5 separate regions of the Mus musculus genome follow, and all the other regions are linked to region 5. A link is a contact called in public HiChIP or PLAC-seq and promoter capture Hi-C data. All regions are on one chromosome and are shown on one strand. Each heading gives the region's core, a stretch centred on a gene start, on an enhancer-like site or on the middle of the called end of the contact. The rest is flanking DNA. Distances are from core to core; before and after follow the strand shown. Region 1 has its middle 98 kb from the start of Gm6647. Region 2 has its middle 72 kb from the start of Gm6647. Region 3 has its middle 140 kb from the start of Gm6647. Region 4 holds the start of Pclo (piccolo (presynaptic cytomatrix protein)). Region 5 holds the start of Sema3e (sema domain, immunoglobulin domain (Ig), short basic domain, secreted, (semaphorin) 3E).

The links. Promoter capture Hi-C pulls out the DNA fragments that hold promoters and counts their contacts. HiChIP or PLAC-seq counts read pairs in DNA pulled down with a chosen protein or histone mark.
Region 1: a promoter capture Hi-C map of hippocampal neurons shows a contact between it and region 5, with 3 times the contacts expected there. The contact joins the enhancer-like site here to the promoter of Sema3e in region 5. A contact is called at or near these places in 7 of 39 promoter capture datasets (the 3T3-L1 cell line, 3T3-L1-derived adipocytes, cranial neural crest and 2 more), 4 of 484 Hi-C or Micro-C datasets (cerebral cortex, cortical neurons and forebrain) and 1 of 115 datasets of contacts at active chromatin or transcription factors (neural progenitor cells).
Region 2: a contact with region 5 is called in a promoter capture Hi-C map of embryonic stem cells, with 2.7 times the contacts expected there. The contact joins the enhancer-like site here to the promoter of Sema3e in region 5. A contact is called at or near these places in 4 of 39 promoter capture datasets (the HPC-7 cell line, cranial neural crest and embryonic stem cells) and 4 of 115 datasets of contacts at active chromatin or transcription factors (embryonic stem cells and pancreatic cancer cells).
Region 3: a contact with region 5 is called in a FOXA1 HiChIP or PLAC-seq map of pancreatic cancer cells. The contact joins the enhancer-like site here to the promoter of Sema3e in region 5. A contact is called at or near these places in 7 of 39 promoter capture datasets (the 3T3-L1 cell line, 3T3-L1-derived adipocytes, cranial neural crest and 2 more), 5 of 484 Hi-C or Micro-C datasets (the AML12 cell line, embryonic stem cells, myocytes and 1 more), 1 of 115 datasets of contacts at active chromatin or transcription factors (pancreatic cancer cells) and 1 of 9 other capture datasets (embryonic stem cells).
Region 4: a contact with region 5 is called in a promoter capture Hi-C map of hippocampal neurons, with 3 times the contacts expected there. The contact joins the promoter of Pclo here to the promoter of Sema3e in region 5. A contact is called at or near these places in 2 of 39 promoter capture datasets (cranial neural crest and hippocampal neurons).

Annotation. Positions count from the first base shown.
Region 1 is chr5:13,667,491-13,671,634 of GRCm38.p6, forward strand. No RefSeq gene overlaps it. Among named protein-coding and RNA genes, the nearest start is that of Gm6647, 98 kb to the right of the region's middle. Within about 2 kb of position 1,556, at least 3 of the 459 cell types and tissues checked have an H3K27ac peak or open chromatin away from gene starts, as enhancers often do. A contact at or near this core is called in hippocampal neurons, where this site is marked.
Region 2 is chr5:13,692,461-13,697,041 of GRCm38.p6, forward strand. No RefSeq gene overlaps it. Among named protein-coding and RNA genes, the nearest start is that of Gm6647, 72 kb to the right of the region's middle. Within about 2 kb of position 2,616, at least 11 of the 459 cell types and tissues checked have an H3K27ac peak or open chromatin away from gene starts, as enhancers often do. A contact at or near this core is called in embryonic stem cells, where this site is marked.
Region 3 is chr5:13,627,156-13,631,866 of GRCm38.p6, forward strand. No RefSeq gene overlaps it. Among named protein-coding and RNA genes, the nearest start is that of Gm6647, 140 kb to the right of the region's middle. Within about 2 kb of position 1,771, at least 51 of the 459 cell types and tissues checked have an H3K27ac peak or open chromatin away from gene starts, as enhancers often do. A contact at or near this core is called in pancreatic cancer cells, where this site is marked.
Region 4 is chr5:14,512,519-14,516,795 of GRCm38.p6, forward strand. Pclo (piccolo (presynaptic cytomatrix protein)) reads left to right here and starts at 2,400. Exons shown (of 25, transcript NM_011995.4): 1 at 2,400-2,942. The coding sequence starts at 2,704.
Region 5 is chr5:14,023,474-14,028,050 of GRCm38.p6, forward strand. It overlaps Sema3e (sema domain, immunoglobulin domain (Ig), short basic domain, secreted, (semaphorin) 3E), which reads left to right and starts at 1,803. Exons shown (of 17, transcript NM_011348.2): 1 at 1,803-2,551. The coding sequence starts at 2,437.

The sequences.
Region 1 (4,144 bases), core at 306-2,805, 360 kb before region 5:
TTATCTAATACAGGTTCTCTGGGAAGGAGCTTACAACTAGTGATTCTGACTCAACTTGTGTGAATCATTTGCACTCCTAAGGAGTTCCCAGGCATGCTGAGTCATATGGTATGCCCACAGACTGAATCATGAGCACATATGCCTGAACCTCAAGGTGTCCATATGGAACTGGATAGCTCCAAAATGTGAAGCATGATTCAAAGACCATTTGTGAGAGGAACAGATGGAGATTGTCTGCGTAGTTTAAGGGGGAAAAAACACCAAAGAAAAGTGATCAGTTTCTTTTCATGGGATCCTGTGCTTGCTGGAAGCCAGAAATGCCAAAAGTGCTTAAGCCAAAAATATCTCTGGTTCTGCCATGGCCAAAGATGGGAAATGCACGAATATAGGACTAATTTTTCTCCTTATCTATTTTCCGTGAATCAGTTTCCACCTTTGCAGAGACCATACTAAGGACATGACTGAAACCGTAAGGCAGGTGGACACCTGGTGTAGGAACTGGGCTTATCAGCTGGGCCTCCACCCCTTCCACCTAGTAATGCCATATTAACCCAAAGGCAGGAAGTCTCAATGGAACCGCATGCACCTTCCTGCTGTAGAGGAATGGTTCTGTCTCTTTTTCTCTTAAGCTCCCTATAATAATATATTTCTTTCTAAAAACATCTCCTGTCTGGTACATGAGTTTCAGTTTTAGAATTTATAAGATGAGAAGCTGAAAGCAAATGGGCTGGACAGCTGTCTACTTTCTTCCCCAAGCAAACCCCAAGAGTCAAGAAGGACTCCATCACTCTCCAGGATTTCCCAGGATTCCTGAATCATGAGTTTGCCAACAGAGAGAAAGGCATTAGTTGACAACTTCCTGATAAAGGTACCAACTCCTCACCTTCACTGCGGCCACTTCCTGTCACTCACCACAAACTGATTTTGTGTTGCCTGTTCAATAGTTCTCATCTCAACTGAAGAGATCAGGTAGTTTATTAGGCTTAAAAAAATTCTCTGAAAACATTTACAGAGAAAGACACATGTGGACCAAGTAAAGAAAAGTGGCTATTTTTATAGGATGGTGTTTGATAAATTTATAGAGTGAAGAAAAACTTGTAGTTTTTTTTTTGTACTTGGTAAGTGAAGTTGTTGACTCTCTCTGTGTTAAGGCTGGATTTATTACTCAAGAAATGAGTTTGCTCCTTGTTCTCTTCAAGAGAGTAATGATTGATTTCGAGTGTTGATCTAGTAGTTTGCCTTAAATAATGATCTCAAGGATAAAACATTGTATGAAATTGTATTTCATTATTATTTACAAGGAATATACAGTCTATTAGCTTTAATAATGATATTAATAAGTGACTCATTCTGTTCAAATTCAGAATTAAAGAGCAACCCATTTATGACAAGATTGATTGATAGTTGTCAATTTGATAAACATTTTTTTTTCTTCTTTATAAAAACTGTTGGATGCTTTTCACAGCCCATTTTAAGCTTATTGCACTATGAGACCAAGTTCTGGGCAATGAATTACATCCTGCAGATGGTAAAAGACTGAGTCAGAGACTCTGGCTACAGCAATCCTTTTGGGCTGGTATTATCTATCCAATTTTTGTAGACACTTACAGTGCACATTATATCAGTAGATTGTCATGTGCAGTTTGAGCTCCTAGCTGCCTCTCCCCCCACTTCAGGACATGCATGGTTGTCTCAATGTGATTCCCAAATCCATTTTTCAGCATAGCCTGCTCTTCTAACTCTGTGATATTGAGGGAAGCAGACAACAAAACATCCCTAGAGTAAAACCATTGCGTTGTGTTTAGACCACCTGGACATTAAATCATTTTCAATCAAGGCTAACTTAACTACTTGATGAAATTAAAAGGCCTTCATTAGTGAATTCATTAGTGAATGTGAAGCTGTAAATTGAGCCCTGGGAAAATTGTCCAGAGAGAGACATTTAGCCTACAAATTCCATCACACTGTGTCAAATGCCCAGCGAATTTCTGCTGGATATTTGTAAGCTCTTAATTTGATGTTACCTTTGTTCACTCTCTCAATCAAGGAGATGTAGTCATTTCTGTTGGACATCATTAACTCCTGATTTGATGGCATTTTGTATATCTGTTGCTCTTATCTATGTACTACTTTCTATTTGAACTTTTACATTCGCTTGCTATATGCTTAATAAACTGAATGTATGATTCTTATAGATCATTCTCCAAACATACAGAACAATGCTTTTTCAGTAACAAATATTTGCATAGTTTCTATATGCTAAAATTTACCCTTACTGCTTAATTTTATGTGGTCAAAGAGATTTAATGAGATATTGTCATAAAAATATCTCAATAATCCTTTCTTTTAGATTGAGTAATAAAATACTATCTTTTAATGGTGGAAGTACATTGTTTTTAAAGAATTGTAGTAAAAGATGAAGCATAAATTTGACCTTAGACTCAGACTGATGTTCTAACTAATTTTTCTATGTTCTTTTATATCCCTTAACATTTCATCTCATTTCATATCTATCAAGAAAATTATCCCCAGGTATTTATATCTCTCTTTTCTCCACCTGCTAATAAGAATGCTTTTGTGATATTTGCTTTCTTTAGCATTCAGTTGTTTTTATGATTTTTTTACAGGCATCAAATGTGATTTTATATAATTAGTATCTACTATTACCAGAATATTATTTGGTTTAATTCTATATGAAGATATATGAGTGAGAAATCTTATCATGTACAAGATTTTGAGATAATATCATAAAGCCTATGTTTGGCACAAAATATAAAATAATACCTAGACTATGAGTATACACAATTACTCTTTTATTAAAGATATCTATAAACTTCAGTTTTCTGTCTGAATAAAAGATTAATACCCCATCTTTACTTTTAATCTCATCAATAAATGTAATATATAAAACAGAATTTTGAAAGTTTATGTTTCTTGGTTCAGGAAATTCCTATACCACTATCCAGAGTAGCACCCACTTTACACCAGATGGCATGATCTACTCTAGCTAGACCAAAATTAATTACCAAGATGAAAACTCATGAAGATTGATACTTTCTTGTTTTGTCACATCTGAATCACATTATTTATACAAGAAGTATAATCAAAAGTTATTTTGGTATAAAAAAGTAATAGAGTAAATATACACGCATGTAGGTTAAGTTAGGATTTCTAATCATAAGCGAATTTTTGTTTCATAAGTTCTACAAAGCATTTAGTGTTAGAATTATTGAACACTTTTATGCTTCTAAGTGTCAACACCATTAAGAACTGGTAGTAAGGAATGTATAGAAATACAAAGCTATGTCATCCAGGTACACTACACAAGAAATTAAATGTCTTCTCTGAAAAGACATTTTTTACTTCATCCACAAATGCAAACTCCTTTCCCTCTAAAAGTCTCTGAACTCTTCTCTTGCCTCTGGTGTCTTTTGGAAGAAATGTTGACTATTTGCTAACAACATGAAAGCCTTCTCCCAAGCCATTGCTTCTTATTTTTTTTTTTTTTGCTGTGTCAATGATGTAATTTTTATTAATCTGTTCATTTTTATCCAGAAATTAGAAGTATAACCATTTTACCACTTTAATACAATTGCAAGAAATTAATAACTGCATAGTCAAAATTTAGAATAAAAAAATAACTGATACTGGTAGTAATAATAGTAATAACCAAAGCAAAAATTTTGAAGAAATACCACAACCAAGGCAACAAGGAAAAGAAAGGATTTAGTTGAGGGATTGCTTCAGAGTGTCACTGCTATAATGCCAATGGGCATTGCATCTGGCAGGTGTGTAGCTAGAGCAGTAGCTGGCAACTTATATCTGATCCACAAGCATGGGGAAGAGAGCAAGACTGGGCTTCTGAAACCTCAAAGCCAGTCCAACTGATATGTCTCTTCCAATAAGGCCACACCTCATGATGCTTCACAAAACAGTTCCACAAGTTAGGGACCAAGCATTTGATCATATGGGTCTATGGGAGCCATTCTCATTCAAAACACCACAGCTATTATGTGCTTTCTTCCACTTTTTAAAATTCCTTTTAATGGACATTCATCTTGTACAGTACAAAACTGTTCTCATCATTTCTCCTAGGAAGTACAAAAATACTAAAATGGAAAGTAGACCTTGTTGATATAGTAAG
Region 2 (4,581 bases), core at 1,366-3,865, 330 kb before region 5:
GTAAGTGGGCATTAACTGTTTTTATAAGATACGTAAGAAAAAGCACATTTAAATGAATAATAAATATAATAGCAGGTGATTGAATTTAATATTTATAAATAAAACCTCCAAAAACTTTAATTATCAAAGAAATTCAAGCTATGTTTAAGAATTAAAACCATGCATTTCAATAATTCTAAATTATAAGAAGGTTTGAGAACAAAGGCTTATATGTTAATATATGAGAAAATAATTATTTAATAAAGCCATAATACTACAAAAATGTGCATTAAACTTCATACAGTGAAATTGTATTAAATTGCATTGAAATGGAAACTGGAAAGAAACTCTTAATGTCTTGGATATTATCATATTCAAAGCTTTGAAGCTGAATAACAAAACCTAAATACTGAGAACTTATTGACTTATATACTTTTCTAAACAAACCATTCCATTTATTCCATAGTGAATACATTTATACATATAGTTTGCTTTGCTTTTTCATTAAAATATATTTGAGCAGGAACTTTTCATACATAGACTTCGAGCTTATTATACATTTTCAAGTAGAGTTACAGAAAAGCTACATTCTATCTTTCTAGAAGGGACTATAAAATGCCTTTTTTTAGTTTATGTGTGGTAACACTGACCAGTCATTTTAAGTTACATCATGAAGTCTTGAACTTTGCTAATGATGTAAAAGAGAAACAAACTTATGTAATCAAAATTGCATTTCCTATACAAACTCAAATACTCAAGGTTTTAGCAAACATTATATAAACTTTTTACTTTTACAACTATTCTATTACACTATTTGCTAAATTTTATTTGGGTTTATTTTCATTAATTCCTTTTATTTTAATAATTGGTAATAGATATGGCTAGGAATTGTGCAAAGACTTTTACACTTTCCATTTGTTTTCATCCTTACAACGACATGGAGATGTATGTATCAATGTAACTCTGACTCAAAGAGGAAAATCACATGCATGAAAAAAAGTTATGATAGTAGGTCTAGACTAATTGCATAAAAGTCTGAGAGAGCAAGGAAGAGGTCTTGAATAAAATAAAATAAAAAAGAAAAAAAAAAAGAAAAGGAAAGGAAAGATTGACAAAAGAGCACATGTGACTTGAAATAAAGGAGGAACCAAACTCAGGGGAGTTTTCTCTCCATGATGATCTGGGCAGCACTGGAAAGCTGGCCCTGGTGCCTGGTGTGAGTGCAAGAGAGCCAGTCCTTTCTCAGGCTTGGACAAAGCTAGAGCTGGCTCTGGTGGCACAGGCACAGGAGTGCTGGCGTGCTGACCAACTGGCCACCACTAGGTCCAGATCCAGGACTCTGAGTTGGCCCATCCCAACATCTACCCCCATCTATGAACTGGTGAAATGCATGAAGGGGCTGATCCTACAAAACCAAAGCTGCAGAATCTCCATGACACAGCTCAACAACAGGATATCTGAGTGGAGTCCCTCTGTGGATCCAGTTTTGATAGAGTAGCAGAAGCCAGAGACCTCAAACCAAACCAATGACTCCTTGCAATGAACATTTGCAAATGAATCTGTTTGGACGAAAGAGTATACTGTGTGATAAACCGTGATCCACCATAGTTTCTACGTCACATTTTTTTCATTTCTTTTTCTTTTTCATTTTCTTTTTCTTTTTCTTTTTCTTTTCTTTCTTTCTTTCTTTTTTTTTTTTTTGTTTTTTGTTTTTTGTTTTCTCTTGGTGAGTAGGTTGCAAAGGCAGAGGGCAGATATGGAGAGATGAGGAGATGAATGAGATTAGGTGGCCATTATGTGAAACTCAGAAACAATTAAAAAGATTGAAAGAGAAAGAAAGAAAGAAAGAAAGAAAGAAAGAAAGAGAGAGGGGGAGGGAGGGGAGGAGGGAGGGGAGAGAGAGAGAGAGAGAGAACGAAAGAACGAAAGAAAGAAAGAAAGAAAGAAAGAAAGAAAGAAAGAAAGAGAAAGGAAGGAAGAAGAGAGGAGGCCATTGGTGGCTGATACGCTGGGAGACACTGGGGCTTGGAAATGGCCAGGGAAAGAGACAGTGAGAACAAGTTTTATTTTAAAAACTATCTTAATGAAACCTAAATTGTTCTATGGCAATACATATTTTAAAGTAAATAGTAATAAAACTATCACAGGGGTTGATAGCATCATCTCTATTCAACACATAGATGCACGGACACTTGGAGAAGCTGATAGACCTTCCATAAGCCAGAATACTAGTTAACCCATACTGTGACACAGAACCTGGTCTCCTAGAATATGTAGTGCAAACATCTTTCCTAGATTGCTGTAATTTGTTTACATTGTATTTGTCCTGTCAGAGTTAATCTCTAATCTCTGCATATAAACTCTGTGACCTGCTTTGGTCACTGTTCTGTTTGTGTGCCTTTCCTGTCTCTTTGAAACAGCTGTGCACATAAATGGGCAGATCTACACAACTCTGAGGACTGCGACTCTCCTGGGTGCGGGGAAGAGCAAGGACAAGTCTGAGGTCAGCCCTACCCACTCAGGCCAACACACCTCTCATCCACCGGCTTCTGAACACTGCCCTAGGGGACCGGAATCACAGGGTGAGCAGCTCTACAGAGCTGATTCCTCTTATGCCCCGCACAGTAGAGTGCAGTACACCCACTGTGACAGCTCAGGCTGCCTTATGGAGAATGGTGTTGTGTTCCAGGTTCCCTGCTGACTGTGATGGAAATGCTTTCTTCCCCTCAAGGGCATCTTGTTTTCTTTTTCTTTTTGTTTCTTTGTTTCTTTGTTTGTTTGAAACTTTTTTTAACCTTTTATCTAAGGCAATAATCTCATTAATCTTTATCTCTGTCTCTGTGTCTCTGTTTCTGATTTTCTCTCTCCCCCCCCCCCCCTCTCTCTCTGTCTGTCTCTTAGGAGCAAGAAAGTAGATACATGTAGCCAGTATAACAAAAGTTATATTTTATTATGCTGAGGGTCTTCAAACAAAGTTCACACTCTAAATCCTAACTACAGTCCTAAGCCTATCTCCCCAAGGCTGCTCACTGGTAGTGTGAATCTTAACTGAAGGTCAGGTCAATCTCTAACAGAAGTCTCTGATTCCAGGATCAAGATCCTGGGTAAGACTGTCCAGCTGCAGGGCAGATCAAGGTGATGTCTCTTCCGATTTGCAGAGCTGAGCATTTCTCTTGATCTCTGTTTATATACTGTCCAGTGGGAGTTGTGGGGTTCTAGGACTGTCTCTTTTTCTCGAGAGAGTGATATCACTGAGTTTGGTTGCCATGTACAGCCTTGGGTATAGTGGAGATCCTGACTAAGCTAGTTTTAGGACACTAAAGGTCATTTTTATTGTGCTCATTCTCTCTCTCTCTCTCTCTCTCTCTCTCTCTCTCTCTCTCTCTCTCTAAGTCTGTGTGGAAGTCAGAGCTAGCCTTCACTCTTTGTTTTATTCCTTTGCCATAGGGCAGGTTTCTTATTTAATGTAGAGCTACACTGCAGGTTAGGCTTTTAAAATACATAGGGATCCTCCTGTGTCTACCTCTTACAAAGCTTGTCCAGCCTTTTTGTGAGGACACTGAAGCAGGCATTCATATTTACTAAGCCATTTCTCCGGCCCCACTCATAATGTTTTTATAACTAATCTTTATATGCTAGCAGGATGAGTAATATGTATTTTTCCCTTTTCTTTCTTAGTCATCTCTTCTACTATAAGTCTAGACCTCAGTTTCTCCTCTTTCTATTCCTCCCAGCTCCCAGCCCCCATTCCCTATTCCCCAGATCCACACCCACTCTCCATTTTCCTTCAGAAAAGGCTGGGGCCTCCTGGGGAATATCAATTGAAGACAACAGATCAAGTTACGATAAGCCCAGTCACAACCCCCCATACCAGAGCTGAGGGTGGCAAGCCAGTCAGAGGAAAAGGATTCCAACATCAAGCAAAAGGCTCAGAAACAACTCCCAACTCATGCCCCTCAACAGAGGAATGGATACAGAAAATGTGGTACATCTACACAATGGAGTACTACTCAGCTATTAAAAACAGTAAATTTATGAAATTCCTAGCCAAATGGATGGACCTGGAGGGCATCATCCTGAGTGAGGTAACACATTCACAAAGGAACTCACACAATATGTACTTACTGATAAGTGGATATTAGCCCAAAACCTAGGATACCCAAGATATAAGATACAATTTCCAATGTTAGGAATACCACAAAATATCAAGCTAACAACTATAATATATTAGCAGAGGACCTAGTGCAGACATATGTAGGCTCTGATTTCTGTTCCAGTCTCTGTTGAGCCCCTGCAAATCCTTCTGACTTGATCCTGTGGGCCATGATCTCTTGATGTCCTTGATCCCTCTGGGTTCTACAATTCTTCTTCCCCCTATTCTGAGAAGTCTCTTGAGCACAACCAAATGTTTGGCTCTGGGTTGGGTCTCTGCATCTGCTCCAATCAACTACTTGTCAAAACTGATAAAGAAAACGTGGTACATTTTCATAATGGAGTATTACTCAGCTGTTAAAAAATATGACATGGCAAAGTTTGCTAACAAATGGATAGAATAGAAAAAAAAATCACCCTGAGTGAGGTAACTCAGACCCAGAAAAACAG
Region 3 (4,711 bases), core at 521-3,020, 400 kb before region 5:
GTACAGCGTATCTTAGTTAATTGTAAGGTTGTAGACAGCAGTTTTCTTCCCCCAGGCTGTACCATGGAAGTACAGTGAGGAAGATAATAAATAAAACAACTCATAAATTCAGAAACGTATGAAACCATTTGACTGAATAATGTCCCTGTAAATTCCTCTCCTGAGAACTTTTGGTTTTGTCAGGAAGCAGATTTGGGGACCAAGTGCTTGGGTTCAGAAGAGCAGAGTCCATAGAGAGGCACATGGAGAAGGGACCGTGGGGGACGGAAAGATCCAGTGATCAGAGCTCTGCTTCTGTAAGGTCAAGAATTCCAGAAGCCACCAGATGCTTGCAGAAGCAGAGAAGAGCTGTGCCCAACAGCTTCAGTCTTGAAGACCATCTTCTCATCCCCTTGGTTCCAGACTTGCAGTCTCCACCACTCTGAGAGAATGTGTTTTCCTTCTATGTTGTCTTACCATTTGATGGAATTATTTGCTAAGGCCATGCTGGGAACAAACACATTAATCATTCAATATAGTGAAGAACCACGAAGACAATGTTTTGATAAGAAGTAAATAATGTTTATTGTTTTGTTTGAATAAAAACAACCTCCCACACACACACACACACAGACTTGCACGCACATGCACACACACGCATGTGCGTGCAGGGGCCTATGATAAATCTGATGAATGTCCAAGACAGGAGTAACAGCAGCGACATTTGGAGACAGAAACAAGGTCCGTTTCTGGAGCCACCTCCACCATGGCGCTGGAACTCAGTGGGCTGTGCTTAGGCAGAAGTTGGCCGGGTAGAGAAGAGTTCACGATGCATACAACATGGGACATTATGCAAACTCGTGTGCCAGAAATTAAAAAAAAAAAAAAAAAAGTAAAAGGTACACTTCGCCTGATTTAGGATTTTGAAAATTCCCCACAGCTGCTGGGGGAGGAGAGTATTTAAGTACACTGGGCTCTTAGGTGAGCAGCTTTGCCCCATTAGCACGTAAACTTGGAGTATGTGCACAATGCAATGCCCAGGTGTCTAGCTCTATTTGTAGCACATTTTGGTATCAATTAGAAAGCAGAAGGCAGAAGGGGGAGCCTTAGAGGAGGAAGATATGGATCCTACGTGGTTGCCATGGGCTGAAGACCACCTCTTCCTTAAAGCGCACCCTCCCTCACTAACAGTCGCCGCTTTTCTAGGCAGAAACATGGCAGAAGGCTATGATTCACTGTCTATCGACCACTATTGTTGCAATTGCCTTGGAAACGGATTATTCTAGAGAATGTTTGCCTCTTCATTGTTTAGTCTGTTTCTCACAGAAAGACAAAATTGACTAGGCTAATTTTCTGAGATAAGGATATCTGAGCACTTAAGATTTCCTTAGAAACACGAAAAAGAAAGAAGAGAGTCGAAAAACTGCCACCATGTGTCTTCTTCCAGGAATGAGATCTTTCTGTTATAAAGTTAAACAATTACATTACCTGCATAGAAAACCTTCTGTGCAAAGACCGAAATGGATAGGTGATGATTTCCTCGTTCTACTAATAACAAGTAATGATGCAGACATTAAAGGCACTGGATCGTGCTCAATGACGTTTCCACCACATACAGGGAAGAGTAGTAGCCAAAAGGTGGCTTTTTACTCTAACATAGATCATCAAAAGGCATCCCCTGTCCTCCCTCCAGTTAAAAACGCAAAGTTCTCTAGAGCAGTTGTGCTCACCCGGGGAGCTCGCACTCATCAGGTCATTGTGAATACAGGAAAGAGGAAATTGCGTCTCAGCCAGCTTGACACAGACGCGAACAGGGCAGCTTTCTTATTGCTTAAGCATACAATGCGGTGTGTTCAGGTACACTGCAGTTTCTTTCTCACAAAGAGCCAATCCAGCCCGAACGGTGAGGGAAGACGCTGCTGGAGGAGGATTTATTGAAATGCTGTACATCTTGAAAGGATTACGTGCACCTGCACATAAAGAATCTCAACGGCTTTAGACACACGGGCTAAAGGCGCCGTCTTTATTACACTTCTTTCAAGTGTGCATACTTGACTGATAATCTGGACAAGTTTCAAGTGCTCAGGGTCAGTGCCGAGGAGCAAGCGCGCCACCTACTGGTCAATATGGTCAGGACCCACCAGAAAGCCTTCAGACTACGTGGGGGCGAAAGGACCAAAGTGAAGAAGAGATCATTTCTTTAAAGCTGAGTTACAGAAATTGTGAAAAGTGGCAGTTTCCCCCAGGTTTTTATCCCATTTTCAATTCCATGAAATTAGATAAAACTTCACTGTAAAAAATAAATTGGGAAGAAGAGGTAAAGGAGAAAAAAAGATGTCTTTTTTCAGAACATTTACAGGAAAATTCTCATTTACAGTAAGAGTGCTTTTTTATTGTTGTTGTTGTCGTTCCCTTCTTCAAACTATTTCTATTTCCTTATAAGTCACTTTAACTAAATTAGCTGTTAAGCAACGTGGAAAAACTGGATAGCTAAAACGTCGTGTTCTCTATGCAAGCACATTAATTTAAATTGAGGCAAGCATATATTAAAATATAACAAAGTTTAATAGATTTGTTATTGCTCAAGTATTTTGATTAACTTTTCTTTTGCTTAAAATATTATACTTATGTAAGATAGTTTTCATACTTCATTTTTAAATTCTTGAGATGGAATCTTTAATAATTTACTTTAAGAAACTATATATTTAAAATTGTTTTTTAAATAATTATCTTGACATATTTCTACATAATCTGCATATATTTTACTCCTATCTATGCTGACTTGCAGAGCTCACACTTAGGAAGTAGTGAAAATTTCCATGACTACTAAGATGTAGGAGGCTGTAACTGTAGGCCTTCCTAGACCTCCCTCCAAGGACCTGTGGCTCCACATGTCAGCTGCTAGCCTCTTCAGGTCCCCACCAGCTGCAACACACTGAGCGTCCTCAGGCTCGTCCAGCCTGACATTATCAGAGGGAGAAGAATGGTCCCAGACAGAACTGCAAGGGCCAAGGATTGCCTCCTACTGTTTAGTTCAATAGGCCAGCTTAGCTTTTGAAGTTCCTGTCAGTTCGCTGAGCCAGAATTCGCTCTCTGTCTAGACTTGCTCTTCTTCCCTTCTCGCTTGTCCCCTGTGAAGGATAAGGCCAGTTTCCCTAGGCATCTCCTGCAGGTAAATACCACCTCAGCGAGAAGACAGGTGGAGCCTGTGATGTCAAGACCACCTCTTTTTGTTCTACTCTCTTCTATGGAAAGACCATAGTTCTTAATTTCATTCAAATATTTTCATCTATTAAAATGTAATCAAATACATCATAGATTTTTCTAAAATAAAAATGATACAAACTGTATGCTTTTTCCCTCAAGTGTAATTTATATCATTGGAATATTTTACCCAATCCTATATGTATAGGCATGTGTGTATATTGATGCTTTCATAGATGGTTTATTTTATGAAAGTGATGTTTTAACTTCTATTTATTGCAACTATAGAATGTTGATGTCTAATATAAGCAGATGCTGAGAAAGCGTTGTGTGTCACAAAGGAAAATACGCTCTGAATAATTTTAAATGATTTACTGACCTTTGCCAATTATATGGTGACTTGAGAGAGAGAGAGAGAGAGAGAGAGAGAGAGAGAGAGAGAGAGAGGGAGAGGGAGGGAGAGAGAGAGAGAGAGAGAGAGAGAGAGAGAGAGAGAGAGAGAGAGAGAATATCTGGATTTCAAAATGGGAGTAAAATGCCCTCTAGTGGTTAAGATTTTAATAAAGCAAGCTTTACTTATAAATATTAAACTCATTTACCTAAAAGAATTAAGCATGCTCTGGAAGCTCTGCCTGGCCAATCTGCAGTGGCAGACAGGGCTACCATGGGAGGCCCCTTCTGTGGGACACTGCAGTGTAAATTAAATAGATCCCATAAAGAGAACAATGAAATAGTTTTATACTTAGTAGATGAAATAATAACACAATGATTATTCTTAGAGAAAAGTAATGGATAATTTGTTTTATATACTTATTTATTTGGATGCTATTAATTCCTTCGCTTCTAGCATCTGCATTTTGATCTATATTTCTGAAGACTAACACTGGTTTTCTTTTCTGCTATTAATTTGCTTGGAAGCTTTGAAGAGGAAGAGTGAAGAGAAACTTCAAATCTATGAGCATTCTCAGCACGCCACTGCCTCATGAGAGGTGTCTTAGAATGCTAGTTGGTACACGCGATGGGGAGTTTTGTATTCATTTCTGTCAGCGTTGTAAAACAACAAAAAAGAAAGTCATTGTATTAAGTTTAGAAAGACTTAAAAGCACATGATAGTTCTGAGCTTTCCTCTCTCTAAGCATAATCTGGTTACTAGACAGAAACTTCCTGGATGTCTGCAGTCTAGTCAGGTGAACATCCCACCAAAGGAAGATGATACACAAGAGCTGAGGCCCTCCGAGACCCCACTGCCCCACCACTGGCAAATCTTGGCCTCTAAATTCAGTTAGATTAGATTCTGCCTATTGCTTGTCTCTCTGGCAACTTCATTCTCTCCAACAACATATACAATAATAAAAGTTCAAGGTAGGTTAAACACAGACTCTGTGAGTGATAGCTCCCACATTTCCAGTACCATCAATGATGGCTGTGTGTCTACTCACTGTCCATACAATAGAAGAGGCAGAGCAGGAACAAGCAAGCTTTCTGCTCCATGAGAGCACAGCATGGCCTTAGGTAATGAGGCTGTGCT
Region 4 (4,277 bases), core at 1,150-3,649, 490 kb after region 5:
CAGCTGAGTTAATCCAACCAGCAAGAGTTCTGGAAGAGCCAGAAAGGATGCGCTTACTCCACACTAGGTCTCAGAGGTTCATTCTAGGTCTAGGTTAGATTGTATAGAGGCCAGAAGCTTCCAGGACTAGACCCAGGTTAGCAGACAAAGGCTGGAAGCAGAAGCCCGCAGGATTCAGGTTTACATAAGATTTTATTGTATAGAGTCTAGAATCTTCCAGGCCTGGGTTTAGGGATAGTTAAAACAGGAAAAGAAATGCTCTGAGGCCAGCCCAAGCTATGTATGCACACTAATTAGTTACAGCTATCATCCGAGGAAATAAAAGCGATATTTACACACATGTAAGGAAAGCACTTGACTATGGGTTAGAGTTTCTGTTCACATCAAGTTGGTAGAGTGCTAGTAGGCATGAAGATCCAGATTTAATAACCCAAGCACCACAGGAGGAAGTTACTCTTTGCTATGCCACCATTCCGAGGTCAGTTTGGGCTACACAAGACCCTGTCTCAAAAACAACTTCAACAACTCACTTCCTAAGAACTAACAAACTAGCTAGACAATTGAAAAGGAAAACCTAGAGTTTGTAAGGTCTTGATGACAAAGCCAATTTTGAAAGTCAGCACTCCAAACATGTCCTCATTGCTAAGTTCTCATTTAATAGTCCATTTATTTTCCACAACTCATTTTTCATAGTCTGCTGGCATTTTCTTCAAGGGGAAGAGTGTAAAGAAGAAAGGAAATTTACACTTTTCCAAAATGGGCCATATATTATTCCTATTAGTTACTAATTTCCTTACATCATCATCTGATTTTGTTCTTATGACTTCCCGGGTTCCTTTCCACCTACAGAAGTATATAAAAATTAATATGCTGTTTTCTCCCCTCAATCATTACTCTAAAGCTACAGCTTGAAGGTTGTGGTTTGCAGATGTGCATACATAAAATATTATTTTATTCTCTCAAAGGACGAGAAACAGTTAACATATGAATCTTCCTTTTCCCTACTCGTTTACAGATGATACTGATTTCCATGCGATGTCCATGCAATTGCTGGTTCTGAAAGAGAAATACTACAAGATGCAGGATTTTTGCCTAATTATGTCCTTTTTTGAAGTAAACTCCCCTTTTAAAATATTCACATATTCTATTTGCCTGTAGGACTATCAGAAAGTCTGATTGTTTGGGCTTAATTTGTTTGTGAAAACATTCTCTTTATCTTAATGAATGACTTGAAGCTCTGACTTTGGAAGTCACATCCCTAATATATTATGAAAGAATCAAAAAGTCAATCAGTTTCCAGTGACATAACAAATAATGCAATTTCCTCTGTTGAGTAGCTGTCATTAACTCTAGTAATGTTAGACACAGATTGTTTTGTAACTGTGCCAATTTTCTATTTTAAAAGTAGAAGGTTTGAACCTACTTCATAGATAAGAATTTTGTCAAAACTTGGAAATGTATCTTGTGAGATCATGTTCATATCTGTGTATTAGTTCAGTTTCTTATTCTTAGCTTTTGATCTCTTTAAGCTTAAAAGTTGAGACTTAACACTTTATAAGAAAACATTACATAGCAAATTTTGAGTTTCAGACTCAGCAATAATTGGAATAATTACTCTAGAATAGAAGTAAGAAGTATGGTGGTGGGGTGCTGAAAATATAGACAGCTTTGTTGTTAAGCAGCTGTGTGATTAACGAGATTTATCTACTGAGATTTTTCTCTTTTTACATTTGTTAAATTAGAAATAATAAAATGGATGGACAAGACTTGAAACCATGACTTAGAAGTTTTACATAAAAGCAACAGACTTCAAAATTTGTTGTTCCCTTGGCGAGCAATTTCCCATAATTCTTTCCATTGGTGTAGTTGAGGAAACAGCGCAAGGTGCAAGCATTCAAAAAATTTTCCCAATTTACTAATGTATCACTTTGAAAAAGTCAACCTAATTGTTCTGGTAAAGCTCTCTAAGATAAAGGCCATTTCATCTCATATTGGGAAATTTTCTTTAAAAACTAGACGGATTCTTTCTCCCTCATCTTTAGTTACCAGAATCTTTCTTAGGAAATTTTATAAATCCTTTCACAGTCCCTTGGGAGGATTCGGAGGTGAAGGGGGGCGGGGGGAAGAAAAAGAAACTACAAATCCCAAGAGGCAGAGCTGCAGACATAACCCCTTCCGCTCTTTTCCCCCTAAATTGAGCTCGCGAAAACTCAGGTTGAGGCATCCTGCTATATGCCTGAAGGAAGTGTCCGCAGTTCGCCGGGCCTTTTAGCATGGCATCATCTGGTGCCTTTAAGTCGGTGTCTAGGCGTCTACGCGCGATGCGACGCAGGGCGGGTAGGCGTGGCGGACATCACCTGTTCGGGGCGGCGCACGCGCAGTACCGGCGCGGCGAGGGGGCGGGGCGCGGGGCGGGGCCGTCGGCGCGGGGCTGGCCGAGCTCCGCTGCTTCTGGGCTGCTCCGGCGCTGAGGAGGCAACCGGGAGACAGGGCGTGAGAAGCTTCCCTGGCGCTGTCCAACATGGAGGAGCTGCCCGGCGCCGGCACAGCCTGCGGACTGGTCTGAGCTCGCCCCACTTCCCCAGGCAGCCGGGAGGGCGCGGAGCCCCCAGGGCTGGGCAGCCTGCACGCCCCGGGGCGGACCCCGGCTGGCGGGGCTCGGACGGCCGCGGGCTTCTGCACCGGGACGTGTCCCGCCGAGCCATGGGCAACGAGGCGAGCTTGGAAGGGGAAGGGCTCCCCGAAGGGTTGGCGGCGGCCGCAGGCGGGGCTGGCGGCTCCGGGAGCGCCCTGCACCCGGGGATCCCAGCCGGCATGGAGGCGGACCTGAGCCAGCTGAGCGAGGAGGAGAGGAGACAGATCGCTGCTGTCATGTCAAGGGCGCAGGGGCTGCCCAAGGGAAGCGTCCCCGCGGCCGCTGCGGAGTCGCCCTCCATGCACAGGCACGCACAGCATGATGGAGAGGTCCAAGCATATATATACCGCTTCCCGTGCACGTACGTGTATGTGCCCGCACGGTGGTACATATATGTCGCCTCCCTTCATTTTATTCTCCCTAATGGGGTGGCGATAAGGCGATCATAAGCTTTTGGATGGGCGGAATAAAAACGATGCAGTGTAGAGTTTCTGGTGGGATAGTCATGGGTTGCATTCTTGGAATTGTGATTTTAGGTTGTGATTCCCCTCCCCTTGGCCTTTTGCAACCTTTTCCACTAGGTTGGTGTGGAGAGACGCCCTACGGTGTTTTTACTAATCTGGAAATCTTCCATTAATACAACACAGATGTTTAAAAAATGGATAGAGCTGGGTTGCTTGTTTACCTGTACGCTTAAACCTCTGTAGTGTTCTGAGGTCTTTTTTCTCTGAGAATGATGTGTAAATATTCTTATAACAATACCCTTAGCCCACTGGAGGGGACTGGTCCTTCCTGCCCAACCTGTCCCTAGAGAACATGAGCTGCCTAGGTGAAAAGCATAGACTAAATATACCTTTTATATTCAGTGAAGGCCCTAAGATATTTTGTAACATTAAACAGATGGTTCGGTCACAGCAGAGCAGGTGCTGTACATGTATTTCTGAATTAGCATATGCTAGTTTAAAAACCATTGCTCTTTTATAATGCAAAAAATGACTTTCCGTTTATAGAACATGCGAATTTGTATTACCTTAAGCTTAGGTTTCAGTACTCAGTTAAAAACAAAATAAATAAAGGACAATTATAAAACTAATCTTTAGTATTAACATATTAATTTGCTCTCTAGCTTTTTATTTTCCCTTTTCCTAATGAATAAGTTGTTTTCTAATTAGAGGACCCAGGGTATAATCTTGTTTTCTCCACCTCTGTTATTGTAAACAAATACTTTAACTTTACATCCTTCTGCAGAAAAAATATCTGTCTATCCATGGTCCTGAAACATCCTTTGAACCAACTGACAGGACTTCCACAATCTTGACTTGAGATACTGAAAGGTGTAGAATGATCTACTTCATAAACTTGAAAAAAAAATTCAACTAAGCTGCCAGAATGCAAATATAAGTGCGCAGTTTTGCCAGATATCATAATGAACTTAGTATAGGAGCAGTCTCAATTTCTGAAGGACAGTGATTTTGTTTTCAAGTATTATCTGAAATGTTGGGACTCTGTCAGGTAAAAACCCCTGTTTAATATGAAAGAAAACACTAGCGTACAAATTAGCCCCCGAATTTGAAATGTACTTATTGTTTAAAACTGTGGTTTTGGCCTTTTTCTTTATTTACAAGGTGAGCTGGGTTTCTCC
Region 5 (4,577 bases), core at 553-3,052:
AATCCACTGCTCAAAATGTCATACTGAAATGAGAATCTGAATGGCAAACTCACTTCTGAATTTCATATTTTCTGAAACTAATTATTCTTAGTTTCTTTCACAAAGAGAATAGCCAATTTTGTCTCAAAGACTATTCCGAAGGATAGTCTAAAAACATATGGAGGAATCTGAGAGCCTCATGAGTACCCGATGTTTAGTTTTAATAGTCATTTTAATTATTAATTTATTTCCCATTATCCATAGGTTTTCTATAACACACACAGAAAGGTAAAAGGCCATAGAAAGGGTTTGAAGGGACATGTAATACAAACGTGAAAAAAGTAAAACAGAGCACATTTTGTGATGGACAAAGGAGTGGATTACTGTGGTAAATGCTTTGAAATTGCCCATACTCACTTTGAGGAAGTGAGAAATTTTAGCATTAATAGTACTTATTCTCCAATTTACTTTGAGTCTCAATGAAGTATCTATGATCGTCTTTCTTTAACCCTATAGCAATCTTAGGTAGATGTCAGTTGAATAAGGATATTAATTTCAGTAATCAATGCACAGACCCTGCCCTTAGGTAAAGCTGATAAAGTTGTTATCTATGTTCTAGTTACTTTGGTTTCTGGAACAGAGTGAAATGATTGTGAAGTTACAGGATGTTACAGTTAGGTCTGTAGCCCATCTCCCTGGCTTTTAAAATATGCAAGTGTCTACAAAGACCACCCCGTGTTAAAAGTCGACATACTTCATGTTGTTTCAGCGTTAAGTACTGTTTAGAGTTTGTTATCTTTTGTGAACCTTGCAAATCTAATTATTTATAATCTCCGGTGACATTTACATTTTGCTAAATATACTCTGTCCATGTTATCCTTTAAACATGGGTAAAGGATGCCTGGTTGGACTTCTTGCTTGTATAGAATGTAGGATATTGGAATGACCTAAGTTATCTTTTTGTTATAATCATATCACTTTAAGCACATAATTCTGAAAAACTGTCCACAGCCATTGCTATATATAAAATGAAGACTAAGAAGAAAAAGCCATCATAGCGGATATCATTTGTTTACCATTTAACTTTCAGCTGTGAGACCAAACCGCTATTACAGCTTACTGCTGTCTTGAAATAATACAATTCATTTCCATGCCAGCAGCTCTAGAACGTTTGGTTTAGTTTTTGAAACTGCTTGAAAGTAGATTGAACAGCTGACCTATTGTGTTAAGTTTACTTACACAAACATGGTGTCATGAAAATAAACTCTGAGAGTGCACAACACTGACTTCCAAGGTACTTTACATCCTGTGTTAATGCTTGCCTTACCCAGGCCCAGCGAGTAGAGAGTCTCAACTTTACCTACACCTCTCTACATCGAGACACCTCTCTCAGAAGACCAATACCTTGACCTTTAATCTTTCTTAAATGTGAGCTGAGATATGTTTTTGTTTTAGGAAAATGAATATACGGCAGATTTCTTTTTTCATATTAACTCATTTATGAAACGATGGAAAAGTGACATTTTACCCCTCTGGCTCTTGAAATACGCACTTTCCTCAAGAGTCAAAAGTAACATTTCTAAGATGGAAAATACAGAAAACTTGAATTGTGAACAAGGTTCTGTGGAAACAGTGAACAAATTAATTTGGCTCCCGGATAGTGGGAGATTTAGACTGTGGATTTATTGAAAGATGAATGAGCATTTCAAAGTCCTTCCCGAGGCCACGGCTCAGCCTTTCACATGCTCAATAGTATTCTGCAGGTCTTCCTGGCCCCGCCCCGACAGGGTGAGGACCTGTCTCCCTTGCCTGGCGGGCGGGTCAGAGCCGGGGAGATGCGGCGAGGCACGTGGGCTGGAGACACTTCCTAGAAACGCGCGCGGGCTCAACCCTGCCTGAACTTTCCTGTAAACAGAGCGCTGACAGGCGGCATCCCCGCTGGGTGGATCCCGCGCTCCTGGCGCAAGTGGCACTTCTTGCTTCTAATTATCGAGAGGAGAGGCGAATACGAACTAGCTGCTCGGCAAGTCAGTGCAGGAGGCTGACTTCTGGGAGGCTGGCGGGGAGGCTGGGGGAAGAGCTGGGGGAGGCTGCTGCTCTGCTCCGACTGTTTTCTCAATGAATAGCTGGCGGGGAGACTGAAGCTAGCCACAGCCTCCTCCTCACTCCGCGTCTGGGTGACGGCGACAGCACCAGCCCGGACCTGGCTCTCAAGACGCGCTCCTTGGACGGTCTCTTGCTCCGCGCTTCTAACCACCGGGCCCAAGGACAGAAAGGCTTAGCGGATCCAAATATTGCCCGGCAAATGGCACTTGGGAATGGTATTTTCTGATGACAACCCCTTCTGTTTGTGACAAAGCCTGTCGCCCGCAGTTGCCCCTGGAGGGAAGTACTAAGTAAAACTCAATCCTGTCTTAAAGTGTGGCTGCAGGGGCCAGAGGAGAGCCAGCACGCACCATGGCACCGGCCGGACACATCCTCACCTTGCTGCTCTGGGGTCACCTGCTGGAACTCTGGACCCCAGGTCACTCCGCGAACCCCTCCTACCCCAGGCTACGCCTGTCACATAAAGGTAGGTTACCTTTCCTTATCCTTTTGTTAGGAAAATGACCGAATGGAAAGTCACTTAACACAGGTCCATGTTGCCCCCAAGACCCTCAAAGTGCACCTGAAGCATATTGCCACACTCACCCAGGAGTGTAAGCACCTCGAGTTAACATATCCTACCTCATCTGGAAAAAGTGTTAAATCGCTTGCCAACTTGGAGGTGTTATTTTTGCCCTAGAAATATCAGATATTATTCTGGAGAAGTTCACTCACCGCTCTGCAGAACTGAGAAGGTGGGGCGCAGCTGCTAATAGCTGGAAAGGCTAAATCCCCCAAGTGAGCTGTAGCTACTGAAATACCACTACTTGCACTATGGGAGGCCTATGGGACAGGCTTTAAAAGTAGAGGCACACTGTTGTTGCTGCTGTCGTTGTTGTTGGGTGTTTTGTTTGTTTTCTTTTTAATGAGATTGAGAGGAGAAAAGAAAATTCCTGAGGAAAAAAAATGATATCATTCCCCCGTGTAATTAAAATGACTAACAAATAATACAAATTAGCCTTCACACTGAGTTGATTATTAGAATATTTTAATATGTGGCAAAATAAAGTAGTTTATTGGCAATCATGGTAAAGTGACTTGTAATGATTAAATATTACTATGTACTAGCTGTTTCTTTAAGTGTGCATTCATCTATTTTTACTGAATGCTTAGCACAATGTTTATTTTACTCTGCACACAGCTCCATCATATTCATAAATAAATGATCAAACGATAGGTTCTGCATCAGGACCAGTCAAAGCCAATCATCAGTCCTCCTGTCACCAAACAAATAAGAAGCAAAACCTGTGTTAAGAGGAAGCGATTTTGTTGACTTGAAAGGAATTTGGAATAAATTATTGGGAATGAAGTATTCATTACCACCACCAATTAAGACAGAGAACAGATGCAATAATAAGGATTACATAAGAGCCATTTTATTCAACCGAGTAAGCTTTTAAATTGTCTTTCACTATGGAAAGAACATAATCTGCATTTCTGAATACAAGAGAAGACTTTTAGCAGAGGATGGAACCAGAAGGTCTGAGTTTAGTATGACATAAATGGCCCTTTTGTCTTCTTATTGGACAGCAGTAAATGTAATGGTGACTGTAGAAATTTCTCATCTTGATACTTAAAATTATGGGTATCTTCTTGATTTAAATAATGTTCTTGTAACATTAAGTTCTAGGTACCAAAAATGCATTAAGTATATAAATATAATTCATTTGTAACATTTAACACACACCTTTTGATTTGGGACGATATATTATGATGGAGATAGCAAAGTCTCTATTTCTAAGAAGTTATAACCAAATACATCAAAGTGCAAAATTTGACTATGGAGATGGACTATGGAGAAATGAAGATGCCAGAAAAGAATAAGTTGATTCAGAATCTTATGAGTGCTATTTATCCTAGGGCTATTACGAATGAATTATTTCTTCCCAATTTGTGTTTCTGAGTGTACACTGTTGCTATATATGAAGCCTACAGTTCTTCATATTGTTTTCATGAGAAAAATGAAATCACAAAATTTACAGGAAAATGTATGGACTTGGGAAGTATACTGTTAAGTGAGGTGAACCAAACTCATGCAAGAAAGCATTGCATGTTCTTTCTGAAATGTGGATCCTAGCCTATAATACATGTACTGCGTGTGTGTAAACAGCAAGCAAGCATAGCTAACTATAGGTGTAGTGTAAGACTTAGAAAGGAGAGCAAGGAAGGGTGACATTAGGTAATGAGGAAGGATGGAATGTAGGCAAAGGGACACATGAGTCATGAAAGGATATAGGGCTTGTTTTTCTCCCTTCTAGTTTCAACTCTGCCATAGTTTCTTTCTTCCTTTTTTTTTTTTTTTTTTTTTTTTTTTTTTTTGTGGTGGATAACTGAATAAAAATGTAGAAAAAAAGGAAGGCAAATGGATAGGCTGTTGGTTTTGACATGCTGCTGTTCTGTTGAGCCTTCCATTGACCTTTATACCGCAGGCAGACTTGGCTTTTGATAGCTCC